Linked DNA regions of Bombyx mori: region 1 is linked to region 2. Evidence: chromatin contacts called from public Hi-C data. All regions are on one chromosome and are shown on one strand. Each heading gives the region's core, a stretch centred on a gene start, on an enhancer-like site or on the middle of the called end of the contact. The rest is flanking DNA. Distances are from core to core; before and after follow the strand shown.

What was found. Hi-C and Micro-C count contacts between places; a contact is called where the count stands out from the background.
Region 1: a contact with region 2 is called in a Hi-C map of posterior silk gland, with 2.3 times the contacts expected there. The contact joins the promoter of LOC101741365 here to the promoter of LOC101742313 in region 2. A contact is called at or near these places in 2 of 7 Hi-C or Micro-C datasets (middle silk gland and posterior silk gland).

What each region holds. Positions count from the first base shown.
Region 1 is chr11:9,299,650-9,305,417 of ASM3026992v2, forward strand. LOC101741365 (islet cell autoantigen 1) reads left to right here and starts at 3,154. Exons shown (of 4, transcript XM_004931533.5): 1 at 3,154-4,145; 2 at 4,339-4,575; 3 at 5,443-5,685. The coding sequence starts at 3,576. LOC101741505 (cyclin-dependent kinase 14) reads right to left here and starts at 2,722. Exons shown (of 11, transcript XM_038013646.2): 1 at 2,501-2,722. The coding sequence starts at 2,570.
Region 2 is chr11:9,112,517-9,117,623 of ASM3026992v2, forward strand. It overlaps LOC101742313 (armadillo repeat-containing protein 8), which reads left to right and starts at 3,615. Exons shown (of 14, transcript XM_012695003.4): 1 at 3,615-3,752; 2 at 3,836-4,049. The coding sequence starts at 3,729. LOC101741646 (ankyrin repeat domain-containing protein 54) reads right to left here and starts at 2,945. Exons shown (of 1, transcript XM_004931535.4): 1 at 1,539-2,945. The coding sequence starts at 2,705. The coding sequence ends at 1,905. It overlaps LOC101742466 (sphingosine kinase 1), which reads left to right. Exons shown (of 3, transcript XM_004931618.5): 3 at 1-1,510.

The DNA.
Region 1 (5,768 bases), core at 1,904-4,403, 190 kb after region 2:
ATGTCATAGCGCTCGGGAAACACCGTGGAGGGGAGCTCATTCCATAGCCGGATGGTACGTGGCAAAAAAGACCTCTGGAAACGCACTGTGGATGACCGCAGTGGCTCCAGGTAGTATGGATGAACTCTACTCCGGTGGCGGGCGGTGCGATGGTAAAAACGAGATGCCGGTATCATCTCGAACAATTCCTCAGAGCATCTTATCTCATGCTCGTTAGGACGTCAAGTCTAAGTATCAATTGTATACAACTATATATACAAATTCATATCGGAACGCTAGTGATTCGCCGCATCAATAGACAGGGCGGTGACATCTATCCGTGCGGGCTCGGAAGACATACCACCAGAAGTACAACCAGGTTGACCGTATACTACATTAAAATACGTGCTTCATTGTCGGTTTAACTCGTAACTTACAAGCGATCTTGATTGCAAGCGGCTCACGCACTTACCCCTTAGGAATTTCTCCCTTATTTATAAAGACGAATTCTGAGTAATTCGTATCGGCATCTTGTTCAAATCCAAAACATTTTATAGTATAGCTTATAAGGCTTAGCATCATAAATTAGCCAAAAAAGACTTGTTTAATTATTGAATTAAATAAAAGCTTAAAAAATTAATGGTTTTTTTTTACATTATTGCATTTTATACAATGCTTCGCTCCGTTTATTCTCATGTGTTTAGTACATTACCTTTTTAGCTGAAGTAATGAATGGTGGTGTGGTGTCGCGGCACTGATTTGGAATATCATGTGAAAAGTCTCGTATATATTTAATCGATTTAATTCATTTATTTAAGCGATTATGTAACATGACCGCGAAAGCCCTACGGACGATTATCGACTTTAATTGTTCCCACGATGGTTGCCATTACTCTAATCGTGTCATATGAGTATTCAAGAGCACAGTAATTAGGTGGCTATGGTCGACTTTTGCGTATCCTGTATCCTCCGTATGCGTATCCTCCTCGGCTGCGGCTTTTCCGCGGAATGTTTAGTTCAGGCACGAACATTGCTTAGTATCTTACCTTGTATGAGACGAGTAAACATTTTTGGAACACAAGGCTATAAAAATACACGTTGCAAAATATATCTTTGAATAAATTTCGATTGTGTGTTAAGTATCTACATTTGGCTCTTTTGGTTGCCGAGGACTGCAGCAGACAGATACATTCCTGACATTTTCATTTACGTAAATTAGTTTTGATGTGAAACATCTATAGCCGCACGTAAAACCGATTACTGGCGTGGCGACGCGTCGCCATGCGCAATCAACTGTGTGATTCTCTCTGTGTTTTACTTGAAAACAAATTATTTTTTCGTAATATTTTATTTTATCATTATGACATATTTAGTTCCTATCACGATCTGTTCTTTTTTGCATATTACTTTTACAAAATAATGTCGATGTTTCACATCTGCCAGGCGGCCCGTGACGGCTCACATTTTTTTTCCTACCTAAGCTCTAATAATTGCTCTAATGGGTGGACGAGCTCATGGTCCACCTGGTGTGAAGTCATTACCGGAGCCCATTAACATCAACAACGTAAATGCCGCCACCCACCTTGAGTTCTAGTTGTTCCAGTACAAAGGCTGCCCGCCCTTCAAACAGACACGCGTTCTTTCTTCACGGCAGTAATAGGCAGGGTGGTGGTACCTGCCCGAGGGGGTCACAAACCGCCCTACCATCAGTAATTACGCAAATTAGAATTTTTGCGGGCATGATTTTCATTGCACGATGTTATTTCTTCACCGTGGAAATCAATCATGAACATTTGTTTGTGCGTAGTGAGATTAAATGTTGACATTTTAATCAACAAAATATAAATTACTAACCGTAAAAGTAGTTTTGTGTCTATAACTCGCGAAGAAAATACCAAAAATCACTAATATAAATTTTAAGCAAATTTTCGTATTGTACTCTTTTTGTGAACTTTTAATGACTTACCTACACTACATTTGAAAAAAATATCAATCACTAATTTATTTCATAACATATTTAAAAGATATTAAATTTTATATTGATCAAACCAAACTAATTCGATAACAAAAACATGAGGTCGTATATCATAAAAATGAAAAACAACGAATTGAACCGTATTCATAGGGCCGAAAGTTTGTTTTAAGTCCATCCGTCATTTCTGTACATACAGTTCCCAAACAATAACTGATAAAAATATATTCAAAACTATTTAACTATATTTTTTCTTCATATTATGCCTAAGCTTGCTGTAACAATTAATCAACAGTAGGATTCTAGTTTAGGCACCTTCGTTTGTTAAAAAGTTTCGAATTCTATTCTCAATTCATATCACTTATTCGAAAGTTTCTCTTCACTTTCAAAACTTTTTTAAGCCTAGTCGAAGCAGATTACCTTTATAAGATCCTCTTGCAATATTAAACACATAATAGCAGCAATTTTAAATAATAATATAAACAAACTTAAATATACCGATAATTATAACCTGTAAAAAAAAACAAATTTGATCAACGACAAACTTACCATCTTTGACGTTTTTCGAAGATTGCGAAGACGATACCCCGGGAACATTTTTATCACTAGCACAGTACATTTTAATTATTATCACACTTTTGTGGCGGAACAGTGGTTCTCATCTAAAAAAATAACACATATTATTTTCGAAATAGTTTGATAAACATTAGATTGACGGACACGAAACGCGGCAGCCATTCCACATTCCGGTTGTAAATATCATATCATAGACAATTTTTCACTTGGCTTACCATTTTTAATTTAACCAGAGCAAAGGTTAGCATTTGAAAAAGCTATAATACTATAGAGATTTCAAAGAAAATTCATAATTCAATGTAATTATTAAACTGGATGTAAATTGAACCATAAATTGACTATGACAAATCCGATCTAATCTTTTTGTTTTTTTTTTGTTTATATATAATGCCAATGTTAAAACTGGCTTGCAAACAAATGTCTAATAATTATTCTAGTGTGCAAGTAGTTTGTCGACATATATTTTAGGTGTAAAATATATTATTTTATTGCCCGTGCAGGCAGACGAGCATACGGTCCATCTGATAGTGAATTAACGCAGTGGCTATAATAATAGTACCAAGTATAGACGAAATCTACTCTAGTGGCGGGCGGTGCGATTGTTAAAAACGAGACGATGATATCATCTCAAAAAATTCCTCAGAGCACTCCTTCTCAAGATATATCGGTTATAAATAACAAAAACTTTCATTCATTCCAGAATGTTCAAGATCCACTCAGCCTTTTAGATGTTTTTTTTTGTTTGGTATTGAAATAAACAATTACCAAACACCATTGCTACTGTTGTGTATCATATAATGAAATATAATATAAATATAGCTTTGTTTTGCTTTTTATCGTTGTAAATTAAACATTTATTTTTATGTGCATTGGATTGGAACATGAAAGTGTCATTGTCAGTTTCTGTTAAGTGCATTATCTATGGTTCCTGTCATTGCAAATACAAATGATATGAAAATTATTGATAATATTTTATTTTCGGCAATTTCAAAAACTTTTAATTTGTGATAATACGACAGAAACAAATCAAAGTATCAGTACAGTGAAGATGATGCAGCATCAATATTGGGTTACTAAAAAGACTGTTCTGAAAAAGCTGGGAACTAAAGAAGACGAATGTATCGTTTCTTCCGACGCCGAACTGGACGCGAAATTAGAGTTATTCCGATCAATATCTGACAGCTGTTTGCAATTACAACGCGTATTAGACCAATACCAAGAGCGAATATGTATTCTGGCTCAAGAAGAAAATGCTTTGGGGAAATTTCTCCGAGATTCTGGAAAAAACGCTGACGCGTCAGGGAAACACATGATTTCCGCTGGAAAAGCGATATCATACTGTGGGCAGCAGCGGCTATCAATTAGATCGCCATTGCTAAGGCTTTATCATGAAGTGGAAACATTTCGAGGTCGAGCTGTGAGTGATATGCGAGCTACTGTGTCTGCCATGGAGAAGGCGAGATTAGAGTATCGTGCAGCATTGAGTTGGATGAAATCGACAAGTGCTCAGCTAGACCCTGATACAGGTCGTGGCCTCGATAATTTCCGAAAGGCACAACGTCAAGTACGTGAGAGTAAAAAAATATTTGATAAATTGACACTTGATGTACTGCAAAAGGTAAATTAATAATCAAATTTACTACTAAATAATTTTCTTTTCTATGTAAATTATTGTAATGAATAGTTTTGTTGCAGCATTTTTATTACTTAAACAAAATTAAGCTTAAAATTATTTTCTTTCAAATTTTTTATAACTTTGTGAAGTTCCAGCACTGAGTTTGTCTTTGAGTATATATTATGAATCTTTACAGATTGATCTGTTAGCAGCAGCACGATGCAACATGTTTTCACATGTGTTATCAAATTACCAAGCTTCATTTGTAACATTTGTTACTAAAGTATCTCAAACTTTAGAAGCAACAGCAGATTCTATGAATAATAATCCACAGTATGAATTCTGCATACTAAAAGAACTTTCACAAAGTTTGGGAGAGAGCGAGACTAAGGAGGTGGTGCCCCAAGATAAAGATCAGATGCTGTTTTTCCAGGTGAATAGCATACTTTGCGATATTTGTACTATTGAAATTTCCATTGTAGATCTATAGTTTTATAAGTTAGCCTTATTTATCAGATTGCATAGATATATGAGATTTGACGTGATACTTGGGAGTAAGTAATAATAGTTTATTTCCAAAAAGAGATACATAAGCTGATAAAAATCTGATTATTGTTCATTTGATTTTTAATATAAAATTCCATAACTTTATCTTCTAGCTGTACTTGTACCTGCTACTGCATTTTTATTCTTATTTAAAAAATAATATCCCTCAAATATGCTATTGTTATTGTCTCAACTGTGAAACAATCGGTTCCATCGTTTGGTCACTATGATGCAATTTAAGATGCCTAACACACTAATGGAGGCTTTTAAATTGAATAATGACAGAGGTAAAATTGCTTTGGAAAATTCTCATTTCAAGAAAGCAAAATCAACTTTTTAATTTTATAAACTGATAGAACACATGTTTATAAGTTATTTGAATAATAATTCTAATTTTCTTTAAATTTTTGGTAAAGCCACTTCAATTCTAAATATGCGATAATCATAAAATTGATCACATAATATTTTTGTATAATGAGTGACATAATTGTATTAGTGATTAAATATCTTAAATAAATATTTTTGAAAAATAGCTGTGAGACATATCCTACAACTAACTTTATACATAAACTTAATTCTCAATAGTAAGTAATGTTTCTACTAAGAATATTGTACAATAAAATAAAATAAATATAATATTTATATATAATGTGATAAATTCAATAATGTGAAAAATCCCCAGAACTGCCTTTACAACTATTTAACCATCTGCAGTTTACAACCAAACAATACAGAATATTTGTTATAATTTCAGGATGAATATAAAGACGAGAAACCGAAAAACGTGAACTTAGATAAGCAACTTTCCAATGAAAAATCATCAACACTTGACAACAAAGAAGGGATCGCTTCTGTAAATCTGGTAGATACAAATCTAGTAAATACAGAAACAGAAGAAAATGTAGGAGGAACACTTTCAGATTTGGCTGGGTTGCATCTAGGCTGTGGTGATGGACAGTCCAACTTTGGTGCTTTTATGCCATCTCAACTGTTGCAAGTGAGTTTTTTTTGCTTAGATGGTTGGACAAACCTACCCGATGTAAAGTGGTTCTAAAGTGCTCTTACACTGCTTTTTTTTTT
Region 2 (5,107 bases), core at 2,365-4,864:
GTGATATGTTTTTGTTAGTATGTTATATAATTTACGGAATTGATATCTACTTCTTGCAATACTTATTACTTATCGAATATATTTATTATATAATGATTTTGTAAAACTATTGTGTAATACTTGCTCTAGTTGATTTTGTTTTATAATATATTTGCAATAATATGTTAAGTCTGCTATCCACTAAAACAGAGAGATGTTTTTATAAACAACTAATCAGATATAATTATTTTTCGCATAGCTCTAATTGGATATCATTAAAACAAGAGATCATATATTTTTTAAGCTCATGTGCAGCAGACTTTAATTTGTGAGGCTTACCTGAATTTCCTTCCCAACCACCAGTTGATTAACACTACAATACAATTTATAATGACAGGTCTCCCTTCCATGACTGACTGTACTAAACAAATATCTATCCTCGATAGTTTGAGATGCTACTGTTAGAGTAGCTAGCTCAAATCATCATACTGATGGAAAGTGAGCCTCAAAATTGGTAGAAAACTATTTTTCATTCTAATAGCACAGTTACAGCTAATCATGACATGTAACAAACAGTATTTAATGCGCACATTCCATTGTTGCTTGTTGGTGTAGGGTTTTAAGATTTTTTTAATATTTTTTGATGAAATTATTTTGTACTTTAATTACCAGCATTTCTGAGTAATTGTTGAAATTAAATCGATGCCTCCAATGAACACTACTCTAACTCAAAATTTTGAAATTTACCGTTTTTCACGCAAATCGCTTCACTATTTTAAAAGTATTACAAATAATTATTGATGGGGTTCGAAGCAAGAGTAAATCAGCTAGTGACACAAGAAAAAACCATAAATATATCTGCAATAATAAAGATTTTATGAACTTTTTTCGTTTAAACGCTCCTCCTGTAAACCTACGAATTTGGAGTTAGCGTAGTGTTCATGGGAGGCATCGAAATGAAAGTTAACATTTTATTGGCTAATTTAGATAATTTTTAATATAAAAATGTACAAACAATACCTGCCGAGAGCCTGCAATGGTTGGTACAAAATGACTCAAATGCTAGCAGCAATTGTGATCTTACCAGGACACCATTGCAAGAGCATTGGCATTGCATTGAGACTTAAATGTTGTAACCACACCTGGTGCTGGTCAGGGGCATTGATATTGACAAATCACAAACTCAATTATGCATAATAGCATCTAATATAAATTTTCTGAAAACCATACTAAGTTTGATGTAGGGCATCAAGAATTATCAGACTTTGAGATTGGTAATTACATACATAAATGCCAATGTAACTTAAAATATACTTATGTAATGGAAGTCAAAGAAATGAAGCTATATGTTTAATGTGTTTAATAATTATTACACAATTCATTAAACTGTGTGCTGGTAATTAGGTAGTGATTCTCTACAATCGTTAATAAGTGCAAAAAGAGAAATAAAACTTTTTAATAAGTATGTAACAATTATTGTTATTTGAATTTCAATTTTATGAATGATGTTAATAAATTATTATTATTGCAATTCCTCTGGTTATGTTATTATTGAAAGATTTTGTTCTCAAATTGAGTTTATTTCATTTTACATTTAAACTTATTAGAATTTGTGGAACCTCCACCAACAATAATATTAATCTAAAATATAAATTTAGTTTAGAGTGACATCGAATTACAGCATTGAATTTCACACAAATGGAATGAAAGAACTTATTTAAATAAAAAATAAGGTACAAAAGAATGAATTTTAAATAATTTGCTAAAAGTGGTATTGTTAAATTAAAGGTTATAGTAGTAAAAGATTTGCAATAGAAAAGGCAATAGTAATTGAACATTTTAATACACCTCCACTTAGTACTAAATACAAAAACTATGAGCTTATTATCTATGTAGTACTTGTTCAATAGTCTTTCACAATATATTTATCTAAGTTTCAGTGAGTCCAGGCTGTCGAGTAGATTTTGTACTTCTGAGTCAACTTGTTCCCGTGTACTCACTTGCTCCAACCTCAGTCGCAAAGATTCCAGCTCACCTGCATCAGCCTTCTGCATTTTCATATATTTCAGCATCATTTCTACAACTTGGCAAATTTCACTAATCAATTGACGAGTCACTTCAAAATGCCCCACACCACTGGGACGCATTTGTATTATCTTTAATTTACTTTGTGCTAATTGTATGGGATTGCGGCCATTTCTGTCATGTGAACTGACATCAGTTCCAGCATCTAATAGTTCAATGACAACTGTTATGTGATTAGTACATGCAGCCAAATGAAGAGGTGTGTTTCCAAGTGTGTCTTTATTGTTAGGGTTAGCACCGTGACGCAGAAGTATTCTCACTACATCGACATAGCCACGGCAAGCTGCTAAATGCAATGGGCTTCTTTTGTGCTCATCTGAACAATTAGGATCCGCTCCAGCTTTTAATAATCGTTCAACGAGTTCTGTGTTATTCGTGGAAGCCGCGAACCGCAACTTGTGATTCCTGGATGCGCAAACTGTTCCACCGTATCTATGCTTAAGACGGCAGTGTCTTGCTTTTGTGGAGCATTTAATTTTTCCGACATGATCATGTGGCTCATCTAAAAACTCTACTGGCATTGGCTGACCAGATTGGGTTATAGGAATTGCTGGAAGATTAAATTCCAAAACACATTTCGAATGATCAAACACAGGATTATCGCTGCTCTCATTTCCAGTGTCGACTCCAGAGTCTGTCATTATGCAGTTTCTTAATGAAATATACTAGATCATCACACTTTTACGTTATCAGGTTAATTAATGTACATTGTACTTTAACCAAAATTTCATATTTTGTTTCAAAAATAGTAAATAAATATCACGACCAGCACGAATTGTTTTTGTAAAATCCCTGAAATGGATTGTATGATTTTATGAATGTCAAATTGTCAGCGTTTAGATGTCAACTGCCAATATTTACTTATTAAGATAGACTTTTTTATTATACTTCAGTGCCTAACACATGTCAAAAAGTTTAGGTAGACACATGAGTTACAATACTCTATGCCACTTTTCTGCAATTTTTTTTAATACGATCGAAGAGTAATCTTACTTACTTTAATGGAAAAGAATGCCCTCTCGGAACGTTTTCTAGCAGAATTGAAACGAGATATCAGTTATATGATCCAGAATTCCGAATTAATTTCGGCCTACTGTGGAGGAAAGTTTGCTTAAAATTTAAATCATGGAGTTAATAAGTATCTGGTCTACATTTAAATACAGTATTTGTTTCCTTTTTTTTTTTATTGTAACATTCGCAAAGTATATGTAGATATGTTGTGTTTTATTGAGCACGACTGTATCGATTGTTTTAAAAATACAAACGAAACGAAATAATTGTAATACCTCTAGTTCGGTATAGAGAAAAACAAACTTGGGACTTTTTTTTTACTATTTACAACTTTGCTGAATACGACAGGTGAAAATTTGGGGTAAGGTAGCTTTAAATGAACATTTTGTAGGATTTTGTCAAAGCTCATAGTCAACTAACCAGTACTAGCAAAAAAAAATGTTGTAGAGAAGCTTGGTCTATGTAATTTTTAAATTTTTTTAATATTAAAGATATTAAATTTTAACGCGGTCTAGAAGTGTATAATCTATGGTCTAGAACTGTCACTGTCAGTTAACACTTGACAATCTTGACATGTAGTTCGGCCTCGGTTGTCGATCTGAATTTCGAACGTTTATTTTTACCAACATTACTGCGTATATTTTGATTAAAACATGCAACAGTTTACAGTATTCATGGTACGTAGTACAGGATTCTTTGAGTTAATTAAGACTTTTAAAATCTCTTATGATATTTTATAACCTAAAAAGATTTCAAATAGGATATCGAAAGCTCCCGCTCGTATATCGACGAGTTGTATTCTTCGGATGCGGTGAAGGTAATGGAAGCTTTGGTAACGCTGAAGAACTCGGTAATAGGGAGCAACAGACAGAAGAGTTCAGTGATCAGTCAAGGGGTAGTTCCAAGGCTGCTACAATTGATGTCTGAAGAATCACTGGATCCGAACATTAGACTAGAGGCAACTATTACAATAGGTAAAATTTCATTCCTTCATAAACCTATTAATACATGGTAGTGATATACATTAGTGTACACAGTGATGTACAGAAATTTTTGTTCTTATAATATTAGTATGAAAGCTTCCCAAACAATATTAAGTATATTAACTGTAATTTTTACATTAAAGTTGACGTTTGATAGATTATTTACTTTGTACTACACTATTTAATCTACATTATTTTATGTAAATTAACATTTTTACAATTACAATGAAAATGAAATTCGCAAATCACTTAATTTAAGATGCAGCATAAGCTATTGTTTTCCTTAAACCAGCAATGCGGGATTATTTTCTAGATGATTTTGCTACTTATAAAAGCTTTCATGATTATCTTAATGTTTATAATTTCTAAATACTAAATAGACAAAAGTCATTTTTATTTTTTTAGTTTCACATTCGGTTTCTTGTAAAGTCTTGGTTGTGTACTTTCATATGTAAACTGAACAGAAAGTTATTCTACAGGATACTAGTTTCTAACAGCTACTTTTAAATATTGATTTGACTTTAAATTATGATGTTTCAAACCACATACTTATTTTTACCAAAATCTCATAATATTGTCACTCAAAGTAAGGGAAGTAAAATGGTTTACAGAATTGATTTCATAGTTTCAGAGATTACCACAAACTCACAAACAAATAAACAAACCTTAACACCTTATTATACAGCCTTATATTGATTGCCATTGATGAAGAAAGAACCAAAGTAAAAAATTGGCGTCGGTGACATGTGGAGGTCCACAATAATATTTAACATGAACTATCATTTTGAGTTTCAATTAATGTAATAATCCTTATAGATAGTACTAGCTGACCCGGCAGACTTTGTAGTGCCTCGATGGATAAATAAAAGACTAAACTTTTGTATAAAATAAACTTAAAACAAACAAAAGGAATCCGTCCGACGGGGGACACATCAAACATTTATATTTATCATACAAATATCTTCCCTTGGCGGGGTTCGAACCCGCGACCCCCTTGTGTAGTGACCATGTCACTTACCACTACACCAGACGGCCGTTAAACCTACCTT